2 separate regions of the Oryctolagus cuniculus genome follow, and region 2 is linked to region 1. The links are chromatin contacts, called in public Micro-C maps. All regions are on one chromosome and are shown on one strand. Each heading gives the region's core, a stretch centred on a gene start, on an enhancer-like site or on the middle of the called end of the contact. The rest is flanking DNA. Distances are from core to core; before and after follow the strand shown.

Evidence for each region. A called contact is a pair of places that touch in the nucleus more often than the background predicts.
Region 2: a contact with region 1 is called in a Micro-C map of ear pinna, with 5 times the contacts expected there. The contact joins the enhancer-like site here to the promoter of MSH2 in region 1. A contact is called at or near these places in 4 of 6 Hi-C or Micro-C datasets (ear pinna, psoas muscle, skin fibroblasts and 1 more).

The regions. Positions count from the first base shown.
Region 1 is chr2:155,454,243-155,457,727 of mOryCun1.1, forward strand. MSH2 (mutS homolog 2) reads right to left here and starts at 2,017. Exons shown (of 16, transcript XM_051839023.2): 1 at 1,694-2,017. The coding sequence starts at 1,904.
Region 2 is chr2:155,504,229-155,507,781 of mOryCun1.1, forward strand. All of the region lies in intron 1 of LOC138848818 (a long non-coding RNA gene), which reads left to right. Among named protein-coding and RNA genes, the nearest start is that of EPCAM, 24 kb to the left of the region's middle. Within about 2 kb of position 2,148, at least 1 of the 8 cell types and tissues checked has an H3K27ac peak or open chromatin away from gene starts, as enhancers often do. A contact at or near this core is called in ear pinna, where this site is marked.

The DNA.
Region 1 (3,485 bases), core at 767-3,266:
AAAATTCCTGAATGTTCATACTAAATTCCCTTCCCAATAAACAGATGTTGTACTCGATATCTACTATTCCTTCTGTACCCCAAATTAGACAAAAAAATATTAAATTCAATGGTGCTTAGAAAAAAAATCAGTGATCCAAACCATAGAAGTATGTTTGGAGCTTTTCACCTTGCTTTAAATGCTAAAACTATTCTAAACTGAATACAAAGACAAGACAGCTATGTGAACTATCCTTTAACAGGTTTCATATAATCTCTGCAAAATTGGAAAGCAGGGGTGAAGGCTCTGATACAGCTGGTCGATGCTTGCCACACCCACATCTCATATCAGAGTCCTGACCAGCTTCCTGCCAATGCGTCCTGGGAGACAGCAGATGATGGCCCAAGTATTTGGGCCCCTGCCACCCACATGGGAGGCCTGGAAGGAGTTCTTGGCTCCCGGCTTCAGCGTGGCCCAGCCCTGGTTGTTGCAGCCTTGGGGAGTGAATCAGCAGATGGACAATCCCGCCACGCCCCCATCCAGAATCAGTCCGTAGCTCTGCCTTTCAAGTAGATGAAAGTAAGCTAAAATTTTAAATATTTTGGAAAGCAACTAAGATCATCATCAACTGTGAAGCTAGTCTCAAATGATCCTACACCTCCACTCCTGCCCCCTTCTAAACCCTCTGCCACCCTGCAGCCCAAATGTTGTTTACTGAGAAGTCTTCAGCCCGCTCACTGTCTGCAGCGCAAAAATCCAACATCTCAGCACAAAATAAAAAGCTTTTTGCCACCTAACTCCACCTATCTGGGTTTGCATCCTCACTCATCATTTTGCACACCAGCAATACCAATCCACCTCGTTCAGGGCTCTCTCCACGGGCCCCCAACTCCTACTCCTCCGGGGCTCAAATGAAATCTGGCGATCCTGCCTCTAGGCCTCTTGGTCAACTGCGTATGGCGCTCACCTCCACAGAATCTTCACCTTTAACTCTTTCTGCCTTGCCGTCCACTAAGGTGAGCTCTTTAAAGAAAGTGGAGGCGACGCCTTTTTTTCGTGTGCCCATGACCCTGCGTGACACTAAGCTGCGAACCAGAAACACCTCTGTCGGTAGCGTTCCACCTACACGTCGGGCCTGGAACCCCTCTTCCCCCCAACTCCTCACTTCCCCGAGAAGGCTCTTCGCGGTGTCACAGATCAACACTAACTCTCAGGAACACCCAGCCCACCCAGGATCCTCGGATCATTCAGCAGCATTCCAGGAAGAGAGCCGCCCGGGGGCAAACAGCACCTGCTGCTGCTTCCCAGCCCGGCCCCAGGGCACACGGCTAGTAACCAGACCCGAGTTCAGCGCCCGCGGGCCACACCTCCCTCCACGCCAGTCTGCGTCAACCGAGCGTTTTGGGGGCACACTGATGTGGGTGACATAAAAGCACGACCCTGCCTCCTGGTGCTGCAGAACCAACTAGAACTGAGTATGAACACCTGGAGCTCGGCGAACACTCTGCGAGTGCTGCCGGAGTTCGGAGCGCCAGGGACCGCGGGGCCGAGGGGACTGTCCCTGCCCCGCCAGGCTGGCCAGAGAGGAAGCGGAATCCTCCGCCAGGCACCCGCGTCCCCGCCCCCGGGCCCAGCCTCCGCCCGGGAGACGCAGCTCGCAGCCCATTCCCTGAGGGGGCGCTGGAGCTGCCCCCGGACCCCTTCCGAGCCTCACCTGCCGGCCCCATGTACTTGACCACCCCCTGGGTCTTGAACACCTCCCGGGCGGCCAGCAGCGCGTCCTCCCCGTGCGCCGTGTAGAAGTCGCCCCTGTCGAAAAGGCGCACGGTAGTGGTGGGCTTCTCCGGCATGCCCTGGAAGAAGCGCACGAAGCCGACTTCGGCCGCGCTCTCCAGCTGCAGCGTGTCCTTCGGCTGCACCGCCATTTCGGAAGCTCTCCGCCTCCCAGCTTAGGGAACCGCGCGAGCCTGCACCCACCAAGCTGTTTCCCGCCTCCCCTCCCTCGCCCACAGCGCGGCCTGCGACCTCTGCGGATACACCCAATCAGCATCCAGCGCTGCGTCTCGGTGGGCGGGCGTCCGCCGCGGCCACCAATCGCTAGCGGACGCGGTCCAGCTTCCCGCGCACGCTGGGGACTCTGCCCACTGCGCATGCTTGCGGCTAGGTCGCGAGCAGACCCGCAGACGCTAAGCCGTGGCAGGCTGTCGCTCCCCGCGGTTTCGCTGTTGCGAGCTTGGAACGCAGGTGGTTGATGGCTAGGCTAGGCGGCGACCAGGTGGGACTTTCCCGGCAGGTAGCGAGTTTATTAAGTGGCCGGAATGAAATCAGGAAGAACCTTGGAAACAAACAAAAGCTCGCCTTTGTCCTCATCCCAGTCTGTTCTTAAGCTGTGCCCTGAGTAGACTGCCAGCATCGGAATTATGTGTTTAGTCTGCCGGTCTACCTACTGTTCCCCAGTAACCGAATTCTTTCATTGACTGTTTAGTTCATTCACTCAAAGACCTGTTTCTGGGGGCCGGCGTTGTGGCGCGGCAGGTAAAGCAGCCGTCTGCTGGGAGCCCACTGGAGTCGGCTGCTCCACTTCCCATCCAGCCCCCTGCTAATGGCCTGGGAAAGCAGCGGAGCATGGCGCTAGTGCTCAGGAGACCTGGAAGAAGCTTCTGGCTCTGCTTTGGCCTGGCCCAGCCCTAGACGTTGGTGCAATTTGGGGAATGAGCCCACCCCCCACCGTCTCCCTCTTTGTAAATCTGCTTCTCAAATAAGTCTTAAAAAAAAAAAAAAAAAAAAAAAAAAAACCTTGCAGTGGCCTGCTATGTGCCCTACAGTCCTTGGCTCTGAGGATCGTCAACAAAGCGTCACTGGGTGGTCCCGTTTCCATTCTAATGCATGGGTTCAGATAAGGAATGTAGCAGGTAGCCAGAATGGTGCTTTAGAAGATAAGTGTTTACCAAACAGGCAGAAGGGGAGTTGAACTTTTTTAAAACCTTGAGGGAAAGAGCTGAGGGAGGTCGGGATCCATCCTGTGGTAATTCCTTTAAGAAGGGTATTACACACTCCTGTTTGGCTCACACGCCCTTGTGAAAATGGCCCCACAACTTAATTCGGCAGCAGAGTTGCCTTAGAGACTTTTCATACACATTCCTGGCCCCCGCTCCCGTAAAATGGTTTGTAATTTCTGGGGGTGGGGCCCTCCAACATCTTTTAATCTTTTTTTAAAAAAAGATTTATTTATTTATCAGAGAGGCAGAGGCAGAGAGGGTGAGAAAAGTCTTCCGTACGCTGGTTCACTCCCCAGATGGCTGCAGTGGCAGGAGCCAGGAGCTTCTTCCAGGTCTCCCATGTGGGTGCAGGGGCCCAAGGACTTGAGCCATCCTCCCTGCTTTTCCAGGCCATAGCAGGGAAGTGGATCAACAGTGGAGCGGCCGGGACTCAACCGACGCCCATGTGGCCCATGTGGGATGCCAGCACTGCAGGCGGCAGCCCCTTAATCTTTTTTTAAGACGTTT
Region 2 (3,553 bases), core at 898-3,397, 50 kb after region 1:
AAGTCCAGAATCAAATTGCTTAGATTTCATAAAAGCAACATTAATATAGTCCTATTACAGGAAGGAAGGCTGGTTCCATTTCTCTATAAAACTGATACTCACTGGTAGTTCTCAGGTGTGGGAAGACGTGTGTGCCATTTGTTTGTCGGCGACACACCAGACCCAGGTGCTGGGAAAACCAGTCCCAAAGAATCCCTCCCTTCCCCTTCTCCCTTGCTGCCATCTCCTTCTCCTGCTTTTAAGGTTTCTGTTCATCTATTTGAAAGGCAGAATGACAGAGAGAGGAAGAGACAGAGACAGAGAGCTTCCATCCTCTGGTTCACTTCCCCAAATGGGTGTTAACAGCCAGAACTGGGCCAGGCTGAAGCCAGGAGCCAGGAGCTCCATCTGGGTCTCCCATGTGTTACCTTCTTCTTCTTCTCCTTCTTCTCCTTCTCCTGGTCTCCCATGGGGTGCAGGGCCCAAGCACCTGGGCCATCCTCCACTGCACTCCCTGGCCACAGCAGAGAGCTGGCCTGGAAGAGGGGCAACTGAGACAGAATCCGGCGCCCCAACCGGGACTAGAACCCGGAGTGCCGGTGCCACAAGGCGGAGGATTAGCCTAGTGAGCCGCGGTGCCAGCCAATAAATACATCTTAAAAACAAAAACAAAAACCTGGGCGGCAGCCTGGGTGACGTGGTACAGGAATACGGCACTTACTACCGCACACCTGTGCTCTGCGCAGTGCCCGACACCTAAGAGATTCCAGATGACTATTTGCTGCGGGAGTGAATGAAGTGTCTGGGAGGAAGGAAGCCAGAGATCTCCGGAAAGGAAGAATTCCCAGTGGAATCACAGTGGAATGGACCGTATAGGAAAACTGCAGCTTTCCCTTCTCCCTCTTTGCTGAGCTAGGCCCTGGGAAACATTTCAGAAAATAGCATTACTGGGAATAGAGGAAGCATCAGCAACTGAAAGGCCTTTAAACCCCAGAACTGCTGAGATCCCAAAGAAAACACGGTCTTAGGCTCAGCCCTCCCTCCTGGCAGGCTCGGGCTGCACCACAGGTACCTGCTGTTTTATGTTTACAAGAATTGAGTGATTGCAGTGTCTTCAGCTTAAAAAGTTGTCCTGAACCCAGGGAGGGGGTAGTGAGTGTTGGTGTTTAATACTTTTTATTTATTTATTTAATTTATGTGAAAGGCAAGGAGAGAGAGAGAAAGAGAGAAGTCTTCCATCTGGTGATTCACTCCCCAAATGTCTTCAACAGCCAGGAGCTGAGTCAGACTGAAACCAGGAGCCAGGAACTCCATCCAGGTCTCCCATGTAGGTGGCAGGAACCCAGAGACTTAGGCTGTCACCTGTTGCCTCCCAGGTTCACTAGCAGGAATCAGGGGAAAAGCCCAGGACACCTGCATCCCACATCAGGGTGCTGGTTCAAGCCTTGGCTCCTCTGCTTCTGATCCAGCTTTGTCCTCTCCACTGAGTGGCCAGCTTTGCTTTGTTAATGGGGACAAACACACCCAGGGAAAGCCCAGAGTTCCTGGGAGGTCTGTTCTCCCCACCTGACTCTGATGGACACCTAACAGCGCCTTCTCCCGTGGGCGGTGCACTCCAGGGTCAGGCCTTGTGTGGGGAGAAGTCTCCTCCCCCTGGTGAAGCTGTCCGTCCTGCCCCAGGCGGGATGAATCACTCTCTTGATAGTGAATGGCACAACCTGCTACTCACACCTTGACTAATCGCTGGCCTCTCCATTACACCTTGCACAGAGCTGACTCCCGCTCCCAAGAGCTCCTCAAAGGCCAAGGGCAGCTGACTCATCTGGCTTCCTCAGCGGGCCCAGCACAGAGTTTCACACAATGCCCAGGCCTCTCTCCCTGAATCAATTAACTTTAAAATGTGACCCTGTTGGGATTAAAGTCACTGTGCTCTGAGAAAAACCGGTCCAACCAGTTCCCCCCTTCCTGCTTTCTCCTGTAGCCTGGGATCCTCAAGCTTCTTTATTTTGTCAACTTTATGCCCTGCTGTCAACTCTCACTTTGCCCTGGGCTGGGGAAGACCAGGAAAAAGGAAGCTGTAGGGATTGCATTCACCCCCTAGGGTGGTTGTGACAAAGCCCCACCAGCACAGAGGCTTAAACAGCACAAACTAAGGGGAGTGCAGTGGTGCACTGGGTTAAGCCGCCCCTCGGGAAGTCCTTATCTGAGTGCCACGTTCAAGTCGTGGCTACTCTGCTTCCCATCAGCTTCCTGCCAACGTATCCTGGGAGGCAGCAGATGATGGTTCAGGTGCTTGGGCCCCTGCCACCCATGTCGGGGAGTCCTGAATAGATATCAGGGATCCTGGCTTCAGCCTGGCCCAGCCCATTATTGCAGGCATTTTGGGCACCAACAAGCAGATGGAGGGTCTTTCCTTTTCTCTGCCACTCTGCCTTGAAGTAGATGAAAGTAAACACACATTTTAAAGGAAAAAAAACATACTGGAAGCTAGAAGTCCAAAATCGAGGTACTGAGCTCCCCCCGGAAGCCCTGGGGAAGAAGGCTTCCCTGCCTCCGCCTAGCTCTTGAGGGCTTGAGGGTAATGCATAGTGTTCCTTGGCTCATGGACGCACATTGTCACATGATAATTTCCCTGCACATCTTCTCTGAATTTCCCTGTTTGTAAGGACACGAGTTATTAGGTTAAGGCCTTCCTAACCTAGGATGACCTGATTTTAACTTTACCGATTCCATCGGCAAAGAACTTATTTCCAAATAAGGTTGCACCGACGTGTAAGAGGGCAAGACTTGAACATGTCTTTTCAGTGGATGCAAGTCTCCCCCTGCAGACCTGAAAGCGCTAACAATCCTCAGCCTTTGGAAAGCTGTCTGGGAGGGAGCACGGGTGGCTATGGCAAGTCTGCCACGTGGCATCTCTGCAGAAAGTTGTGCAGGCTGCACTGCTCGATTCAAATCCCGGCTCCACAACATGTGCAACCTTCGATAAGCTGCGCAACCAAGAATCCCTCCCAATGCTATCCACTGTCAGTCGTGCGCACAGCTCTGTGAGAGCTCTTCTCTAGATTCCACGAGGAATCTCATACTATTCACGACTGCTCCGCCATTCACGTGCGCTTCACTATTCCATTCCGCACAGGCTCAAGGAGACCCTGACGCACTTTCTCTGTGGGGGCTCCATCCTCACCAGACCTCTTCTGCGAAATTCCAGCTCCTCCCCATGCTCTACCCTTGACCTCAGCAAGACCACTGGGCTGCCCCTGTGCCATGGGTAGAATGTGCATCCAGGTGGAAACCAGGGCAACCATAGGTCTCACTTGGTTTCCCTTCTCTTAGGGCCCACGGATTAGTAGTGCCTATTGTTCAATGTCTAATAATAGTCGTATTATATTTTTGTCTAATTATCTGGTTATCGATATTTAAATCTGTTCTCTACTGCTCTGTCATGGCCAGAAGTAAAAATTCTGGGTAAATGGTTTAACCTCTCTAAGTCTCACAGTTTCTTCTTTTATATTACAGAGCCAACAATTTCTATAGTCTGGGTATACTATGAGGAATAAATATGAATAACGCATAC